2 separate regions of the Astyanax mexicanus genome follow, and region 2 is linked to region 1. Evidence: chromatin contacts called from public Hi-C data. All regions are on one chromosome and are shown on one strand. The core of a region is the stretch at or near the end of the contact, and the rest is flanking DNA. Distances in the headings are between cores, read along the strand shown.

Evidence for each region. A called contact is a pair of places that touch in the nucleus more often than the background predicts.
Region 2: a Hi-C map of muscle shows a contact between it and region 1, with 9 times the contacts expected there. The contact joins the promoter of bhlhe40 here to the enhancer-like site in region 1. A contact is called at or near these places in 2 of 3 Hi-C or Micro-C datasets (both in muscle).

The regions. Positions count from the first base shown.
Region 1 is chr24:28,923,592-28,928,874 of AstMex3_surface, forward strand. All of the region lies in intron 41 of itpr1b (inositol 1,4,5-trisphosphate receptor, type 1b), which reads left to right. Among protein-coding and RNA genes, the nearest start is that of bhlhe40, 92 kb to the right of the region's middle. Within about 2 kb of position 1,475, the one cell type or tissue checked has an H3K27ac peak away from gene starts, as active enhancers do.
Region 2 is chr24:29,016,524-29,021,111 of AstMex3_surface, forward strand. bhlhe40 (basic helix-loop-helix family, member e40) reads left to right here and starts at 1,742. Exons shown (of 5, transcript XM_007254553.4): 1 at 1,742-2,120; 2 at 2,404-2,467; 3 at 2,882-2,989; 4 at 3,494-3,617; 5 at 3,836-4,588. The coding sequence starts at 2,044. All of the region lies in intron 2 of LOC111195404 (a long non-coding RNA gene), which reads right to left.

The sequences.
Region 1 (5,283 bases), core at 225-2,724:
GTTTCTAATTTTATCCATTTTCTCCCCAAGTTACACGGCCAATTACCCAACCCACACATTAAGACCCCCCCTATCACTAGTAATGCCCCAACACACCAGGAGGGTGAAGACTAACACATGCTTCCTCCGATACATGTGAAGTCAGACACCGCTTCTTTTTGAGCTGCTGATGCAGTATTGTCGAACCGGCGACCTCCCGCTCTTAGTGGCAACGCTTTAGACCGGGACATCATGTATTTCTTTATTTTTAAATATTTTTAAAATGTGTTGCACAAAACCCTAATTGAGGGCTGTTGTCCATCAGGATAAACCATGAACCAGCCAGTGAACAAGTTTTTAACCAATAAAGCAGTAGCTTGGCCACGCCCCCTGGGAAATCACTGGGAAACCTGCAGTACTAGAGCCATTAAGGCAATGTTAAGGCTATTTTTACTGATTTAATTAGGTGATTGAAAACACCTTTTAATCATGCTTTTTTTCTTACTGTATAGCGATGGTTTATGAAATAAAAAGGTCAATATAAAATATAGAAATACTACACTCAGGCTTTCAATGCATTGGGGGAAAAACAATTAAATATTTTAGTTAATTAAATTTATTGTCTATTTAGATTATATTGTAGAATAACAGAGTCATCTGTTCTGTGCATTACAGACAAAAACATTCTTACATTATCTTTCTATCACTGAAGATAATTCAGGTCTGAAAGGGTTAATACATTAATAGAAATGTGTTTGTTTGTAGTAATGAAACATATATACATCTCCTGCTGAAAATTTGAAAACTCTATTCAGAATTGTTGCTGTGGCTTATAATGTAAACAAATGAGCAAAATTAGCTTTTCTATGAAAAATAGCCCATTTAACACAGAATTTCACGCTCCATGTCTGAAACACTTTTCTCAGAACTGCTGATATGGCCAGCAGTGAATGTTTGAAGTACACTTTCTTAGCATAACAGTAGTCCTGTTCTTCTCTGGCTTTTATTTTTTCATTTATTGTTAGCAGTTAGCAAGTACGCATGCAAAACTAGGTTTCCTATAAAAAGGTAGGGCTTTGAAGTTTTGAAGTCAGTTCAGAATAAGTGGGATTTTGATGGGAGGGGCAGGGGTTATAATACCTGCCTAAATATATCAATACCAATTATGAAAACCTAAAACATCAGAAATTAATAGAATGATAGAAAATCAAATACAAATATTTTCTTACAGCATATTGAAGGATAGTGGGATAGTCCAAAGGATTAGACACATGTACAAAGGATTGACAACTCTACAGACAGGTGGAGATAAGCAGGGGATTTTGGGAAATAAGCTAAATCGTTTCCTGGAGTTCATGAAAACCTGCAAGACCTGCAGTTTTATTTTAAAGACGTGCCGGTTGCTTGAAAAGGTGTTGTAGGCTCGATATGCGTCATACGTGCTAAGAGCATTTGCAGCCCTTGTTAAGGTGATCTGCAGAGCCTCTCTGTGACCCTTCACTCACTGGGCAGACTTTCAGTAGGTACATGTCTGAGTACTGGATGCTGTTAATAAACACAGCACACACACGTTCATATCCTGTGAGCAGCTAGCTGTTGTGATCTTTTTTTTAACTAATTGAGAGCAGAGTGTACGTACAGCCGTGTCCCTTTCACCCAGGAAGGATGAGACGCTCACAGATCAAGATCTGACCATGGGTCTGAACATGTTAAAGATAAAGAAATAAAAAAAATCAAGCTTCCTGGCCCTGCCTTTAAGCTTCCAGACGACAGAGCAACAAGCTACTATTCGATACCTATAGGAGGACTAAATTTTTTTTAAGTATAGCACCTTTCATACACACAGTTGCAAGAAAAAGTATGTGAACCCCCAGGCTAACGACTTTTCTAAGAGCTAATTGGAGCCAGGATGTGATGAGAATGGATAAAAAAAAAAAATAATAACACACACACTTTAGTTTTGAGTTTGCTGTTGATTTGCATGAAGCTAAAGAGGGTTACAAAAGTATATCTATAAGCCTTGATATTCATGTGCCCACTGTAAGACAGACAGTCTACAAATGGAGAAAGTTCAGCACTGTTACTCGATCTACTCTCCATAGGCGTGGTAAAGTCCTGTAAAGATGACTGCAAGAGCACAGCGCAGAATGATCAATGAGGTGAGGAAGAATCCTAGAGTGTCGGCTAAAAATCCAGAGTCCAGATCTTAACCTCATTAAGAATCTTTGGGATGTGCTGGATGGAGAAGCGCTGCTTTGTGAAGCGGTCAGACTCTACCATCATCAATGCTGCTTCATCAAAGATCTTGATGAAAAATTGGTCCAAATTATGGCATTGCAGAAGCTTATAGAAACAATGCTACAGTGAATGCACAGTGCCGCATTTTGGTCAGGCAGTGTATATGTAAGCTTCAGTAAATGATTTGTTCATTTAAATCAACAAAACATGACCTTTGAGCTGCTTGTTTTCCACACGACTGTAAGGAATCTGGAAATGAACACAACACAGATCTTGGGCAATAAGTGTTGACATTGATATATAATAGTCTCAGCTCTGCTTATTTATTTTATTATTCAACTGGCTTTTTTTTTTAGCTTTATTAGCATTATTAGCTTGGCGTGACTCATGGATAATAATACTGAATCATTTGTAATTTTGTACTTGTTTTGAACTGTTGTTTTTTTTTTTTTTTTTTGGTCATTGTGACGTGATCTGCTGTGCTGATCTGCTGGTCAGGCGCTGAGGAGTTGACTCCATCTCTATGGCTGGTCATGGAGGGTGGTTGTTGTTGTTTACTCACAGAGATGGTCACGAGTTCGCCGGGATTGAACTCAATAACATTATTAACTGGTGGTGTCTTATGCAATGTCTGTTGATCCGCGGCGCAGAGTCTAATCTGATTGAGCGATCTCTGATCTCTGACTGTATGCCTCGCTGAATTAACTTCATTGATGCTCCTTTTTCTCTAAAGGCTTATTCACCCGGTTCCCTGTAAGAGACCGATATTGAGTTTTCTTTCCTTGGAAAGCGAAATGCGGTCACGGTCAGACGGTCACAGAGACTAGTGTTCGTTTTATGGCGCGTTGGATCGAGATCGGGAATGATTTGGAACAGCCTGTGTCTTTTTTTTTTTTCTTTAAACCCGTCCCTTCAGCCCGCATTCTCCACCGCAGTGTACGTCTGTGCTGGATTCTCCAGAGCCCGGAGAGAGAGAGAGAGTGTGAGTGAGTTTAACCTGAAAAGAAGGCTGGTTATGTAACAGGCTTTCAAAACTGCCCTAGAATCCGGGCGATAACTCTGCCTCCCACCTCTCACCCTCCCCTCCCTGCTCTGACACACCACGCACTCGTTTCGTGCCTGTTTGGCTCGCGAAAGTAGGGCAGGATTTTCCTACGCCTTTTTTCCCTCCTTTTTCCTGGCCCAGAGCGGCGAGTGCGCCAGAGACTTGCTCTCTCGTTTCTCTCTCTCTCTCTTTCTTTCTTTCTGTCTTTCTCTCTCTCTCTTTCTCTCTCTTTCTCTTTTTCAATGCACTCTGTCCCCTCAGCTACTCAGCTGATTATAGTGGTTATGTAAGGAGGGATTTGTTGAAGGGGGCATCGAAAAGGAGGAAAGTAGGACAGGATATACCAGAGGAGGAAAAAAAAGAAACAAAAAAACACCACGTAACCATCTAATCTGAGCTCCCGTTTCTCTCTCTCTCTCTCTCTCTTTCTTTCTCTCCCTCTATTTCTGTCTATCTCTCCTATTTTCTCGACTCTATACATTTGTCCAATCATAAAGAATCATAAAAAAAAAAATTCTATATTATTTTATTAAATATGATATTATGTTAATTCTGACTAATGGGGAAAACAAAGAGTAGAATATGTTTTATGTGTTGTAACTACTTACTTACTTTAATGGTTTATAAAGAATTTACAACCTAATTATTAACCATTATTAAACTTCCTCATAGACTATTTATAATTTTATATATTATTTTATTAGATATGATATTATGTGAATGCTGACTAATAGAGAAAACAATGAGTATGATACGTTTTATTTGTTGTAACTACTTACTTAGTTAATGGTTTATAAAGTATTTGCAACCTAATTATTAACCATTATTAGACTTCCTCATAGACTGTTTATAACCCCTTTATAAAGGAGCTTTGTATATGTATATGTTCACGGTCCACTTTACTGGAAATACTATACATTCATCCAATCAAATAATCATTAAAAAAAAAAAAAAAAATAATAATAATATATATATATATATATATATATATATATATATATATATATATATATATATATATTATTTTATTAGATATGATAATATGGTAATGCTAACTAATGGAGAAAACAATGAGTAGTATACATTTTATGTGTTGTAACTACTTACTTTATGAATGGTTTATAAAGTATTTACAACCTAATTATTAACCATTATTAAACTTCCTCATAGACTATTTATAACCCCTTTATTAAAGGGCTTTGTGTATGTATATGTTTACGGTCCACTTTAATGGAAATACCATATATTCATTTAATCATAAAGTGCTTCATTTACATTTATGACTCTCTGTGGGGTCTTTATTTATTTATTTTTTTATGTTTTTTTGTTACAAAAATAAAGGAGACCTACTTTGCTAGTCATGTTGGGGTGGACTTTGGACTCTCTTCTCTTCTCTCATGTCTCGTGTGTGTGTGTGTCTTTGTGTCTGTTTGTGTGCCTTTGTGTCTATGTGTGTGTGTGTGTGTGTGTGTGTGCACATGTGGGTGTGTTGTATGAGCACAACAGTGCAGAGGGGCAGATGGTGTTAAATCAGGTGAGCTCAGGGAGGCACTCCAGGTTATTTCCGTGTGTGTGTGTGTGTCTGTCTCTGTGTGTGTGTGTGTGTGCGCTGGTTATGTAACGGCAGTGTGAGAGAGCCCGGCTGGCAGTAAACACTGAGGGAGGGACGTGAGAACAGAGCCGGGCTGCATGGCTGCAGCGTGACACACCGCTGTGGGTCTTTAAAGAGAACTCTGAATCAGTCCCGCCGCTGCTTTTAGCTCCTCTCGCTTCGTTTCAAGTGGATTGCGGCAGAGTTTAGGTGCGCAGTTTGGTTTTCAGGGGAATTCCATGGCTGGCAGTGAGCCGCAGATCTGCACTGTTTGGTGCTTCCCCTGCTCACCTGATTGAGCTCACAAAGAGCTTTAGAACATGCAAGTGTGCTGCAAGAGCCAATCGCTGCACAACTGTGGATTGATCTTTAGGGAGTTAAAATTTAATTTTAAAGCACTTTTTAAGACACTTAAACCCCTGATTTATCT
Region 2 (4,588 bases), core at 492-2,991, 93 kb after region 1:
CGAGCTCTGATATCTATCGATAATCTTACACTTAATCCATTGCTGACACAGATGTGCAAATGCACACACAAAGCTTGTTTAGTGTCTGTGGAAGTCTGTCGTCTGTCTATCTACTCCAAATTGACAACCCTTCTGATAAATGCATTAACATATTTTAAGTTGCACCTATTGCTGACACAGCGGTGCAAATGCACACAATTGGTCTAGCTCTTATAGAGAACTACTGCCAATAGAATAGAACAGAATAGAATAGAATAGGAGTGTACAGAGTGCTAGAGAGTGGTGTGTTTTAAAGAATTTGTGGTCTGACCTCTGGTTTCATCTTATTACACCTTCTCTCGTGGTACACTGATCTGACCCCTGGGCTGCTCCTCAAACTGACTAAGTCCTAAACACCCATTTTACATGACACTGACAGGGGATCAGTTTTCATGCACAGCCCAAATCAATGCATCCTGGTTCAGATGAGAAAAATGTCCATTTAATCTAAAGCTAAACATGTTATAAACCAGTATATGCTATGTTCTGTATCTAATGATGTAAAGCAATATGAAAAAAGAACCAATTGAATTATTACTTTGCATGTCTGTCTATCATTTAAAAAACAATCCAACTAAAACACATTTTTATTAACCCCCCCAACCCCCCCAAATAATCCGTGTTTGTGTTCTTGTTATGTAGTAAGTAGCACGTGTGGACTCATGCGCGAGAGAGACATCCAATCGTCTGTCTGTACTTCTATCCATCCATCTATATCCAACTGTCTGTCAGTCTGTCTGCATACGTTACTACATGCTGTAAATAATACTGCAAATCCTTCTAAGCATTTTATTAAATGTTAGTTATTATTAACTAAAACATTTTATTATAACAATATTTATGTCTGTCTATCTATCGATCTATCTATAATCAAACTGTGTTTATCCAAGTAACCACTATATGCTGTAAATAATGCTGCAAATCATGCTAAGCATATTATTGTTATTGTTGCTATTATAATAAACTAAAAACACATTTTTTATTATTAAAAAAACAAAAAATCTGTCTATCTAACAGTCTATGTATTTATCTGTAATCCAACTGTGTCTGTCTATCTAAGTAAGCCACTATTTGCTGTAAATCATGCTAAATATGCATATTATAATTGTTATTATTATTTTTATTCTTCCGTTTGTCTGTCTGTCTCCATCTATCTATTTTCTGCTGTTCATGATTAAAGTAGCAAAACAAAATACAAAAAAAACACGAAATAATCGCTGCGCGTGTTCTTGTGCGTGTTCTTGTTGTTGTGTAGTAAGCGGCGCTCGCGCGCGCTTGACTCGCTGTGTGAGAGCGAGCGAGCGCGCGATAGCGAGCGAGCGAGAGAGCGCGTGGTGGTACACGCGACACAGGCTGGGGACCTTCTGGAACGTTTTCTTTTTTTCTCTATCCTTTAGCCCCGCCCACCCGTGCCTCTCCGCGCTGCTGATCTGCGATTGGCGGGCTGAACGGACTGAATGGGATTACGCTGGCCAATCGGGAGAAGCTAGGGGCGGGGCGTGCCGAAAAACGGGTGGGAATAACAAAAGAAGTGTCCTGAGAACTGGCGGGGGGAACAGCGCCGTCCAACACGTGAGGCTCATGTGACGGAGGTAGGTCAGTTTAGAGAGAGAGAGAGAGAGAGAGAGAGGGAGGGAGGGATAGAGAGAGAGAGAGAGAGAGAGAGAGAGAGAGAGAGAGAGAGACGTGTCTGTAGTCACAGGGTTTTTTATTTAACACGTAGCTAGTCCAGTTCACCCTCCCACACACATATAGCTCTAGATACAACACACACACTCCTCCTTCATACACACTCTCACACAAACATTTAACAGGAGAGGAGCTTCAAAACTGTCTGAGTTGACGACAAACCACCTTTACGCAAGGACGTTATGCACTTTCCCTGCGGATTTCTTTGAGAACAAGTTCGTTTTTGGCAATTTATGAGCATTTAAAAGCTGTTTCGGCTTCATTTTCGTTAGAAATCGTTTTTTCCTGCGTTATTTTACGCGTAAACGAGACGAAATGGAAAGGATTACAAGCGCACAGCCTCCACCGTGTATGACCAAACACCCCTCTATGGATATTTCAGATATGCCGGGGTAAGTAGCTGGAAATGGGGCAATTTCAGGTCCTCTGAGTAGGAATTCGCCCCTGGATTTCGCTCCAACTGCCTGGGCGGCTCTGCTGCAGCTTGGAGCGAAATCCCGGGACGGATTTGGACTCACAGGCTTTCTAGGCAACTTAAATCATTTTAATCTGTTTTAAAATAGGGAAAAACAAGTCTTATAACATATATTTCTAAAAATACAACTTAATGTCATTTTACTAACTTTTTCTTTATTATTTTCTCATTATTTCTCCCCTTTTCCAAATCTTATTCAGAATGGATTTCCCAATGTATGTGTACAAACCTCGGAGAGGCATGAAACGAGGAGACGACAGCAAGGTAAATACTTAAAAAACAATCAAATATATGGGTGAATATATATATATATATATATATATATATATATTATACACATTGTACACTGCTATTAATTTAGTTAATAATATTCATTAAAACATACAGAAATATTTATAATTGAAGGAATTAAACAAAATAAAATATTAATACATTTGTGCAGCTCACAACATTACACTTGTAGAAAAAAGTTCCTGTATATGCATTTAATGAATGAATGAATTGATTGATTATTTATTTATTTATCTATCTGTCCATGCCCCACGCATGCAAGCTGCACAGCTAGAGCTTATCGTTTTTTAAATGTTTTAAAGTTTTGAATAGTAGTTTAGTAAACTTTTAATTCTAGTTTTAATTTAAACATTATAAAATGAACATGCTCTTGTTTGTTCACCACAGGATACGTACAAGCTGCCACATCGCTTGATTGAAAAGAAGAGACGTGACAGAATAAACGAGTGCATCGCTCAGCTGAAGGATTTGCTCCCTGAACACCTTAAACTCACTGTAAGTATAGCTCTGTGGGAGTGGATTGGAGTGAGTGTGTGGAGCACCAGAGCTCTAAAGCGTCCTCTGGTGGTTGACCTGGAGGAGTTTTCTTATTTTTCACACTTTTATTTTGTGCTGTGACGTGCATTCGAAGCATTTATTGACTTGACTGTTTAGTATACTCATTTGTTATCTATTCGCTTGGCTATTCATTGCGGTTGACTTGCTTGACCGTGATACATTTACAGGATGGTGCATGCACAAGCACAAGTTTTGAGTTTGCATGCTCATGAAGTTTAAAAAAAGTTTAAATATAATTTGTAGAATCTCAACTGAACTAAAACAGTTTGAAATGTTTTTTAACAAGTCTAAGCTTAGGCTTTAGGTTTGTTAGATGTTTTGCAATGCCCGCTGCGTCTCAGTGTCGCTCTCGCCTGGCGGAGAGTTTGTCCTCGGCGAGGCAGCTGAGGGAGCGTTACATAAGAAAGATCAACATGCTTATCTGAGTGCTTCCTCTTTTAGACGCTGGGCCATTTGGAGAAGGCCGTGGTGCTGGAGCTCACGTTAAAGCATGTGAAAGCCCTCAACGGCCTTCTGGAACAGCAGCAGCAGCAGATCATTTCATTGCAGAGCGGAATGCAAATTGGTAAGTTAAAATAAACACTTCATGTAAAGCCGTTTTCCTGCTTTCCTGCTTTCTGAGTAACACGGCGATCTGTTCTCAGAACTTCTGTCACTTGTGTTTGTTCTCTCTTGTGCATGAGTTCACATCAGTCCAATGTTTTTGATGCAACCTGCATCCTGAAATCTTTCTCTCAACTTATTATTAACACATGCTCTACTTTTTTTCTATCTGTTCTGCAGGTGATCAGAGCAATGGCAGCTCAGAAAACAGCGAAGAGATGTTCCGTTCCGGTTTCCATCTCTGTGCCAAGGAGGTACTCCAGTATCTGGCCAGCTTGGAAAGCACACGGGACCTGACCCCAACACACGTTGTCAACCACCTGCACAAAGTGGCTGCTGAGCTCCTGCAGCGTCCAGCCAGCCCCCGCCTGGACACGCCCTCGCCTGGTCGCAAGGGTCAAGAGGCCAGGGAGAAGGCAGCTGCTCCCCAGCCCTGCTCGCCGGAGGGCCACGCCAAAAACTGTGTCCCGGTCATTCAGAGAACGTACAACCCCCAGATCAGCGAACAAAGCGGCAGCGACACAGACACAGACAGCGGCTACGGGGGCGAGCTGGACAAACGAGACTCCAAAGGCCAGAGAATCAGCTACTACAGCAAAGACGCCGCAGAGATGAAGCACGGCCGGTACGGCAGCATCAAGGAGGAGCGAGACGAGCCCCAGGCCAAGCGGGTCAGGTCGGATTCGTCCGAGGACGAGTCTCTGTCGGGTCACGAGTCGCACGGCGGGTACGTGAGCTTCTCGCCCCACCAGCCGCCGCTCTGCATGCCCTTCTACCTCATCCCCCCCACAGCGGCAGCTGCTGCCGCCTACCTGCCCATGCTGGAGAAGTGCTGGTACCCAGGGGGCATGCCTGTGCTGTACCCGGGCATCGGGGGCTCCACGGCTGGGCTGTCTCCTGAAAAACTGCCCTCGTCACTGGTCATGTCTCCGA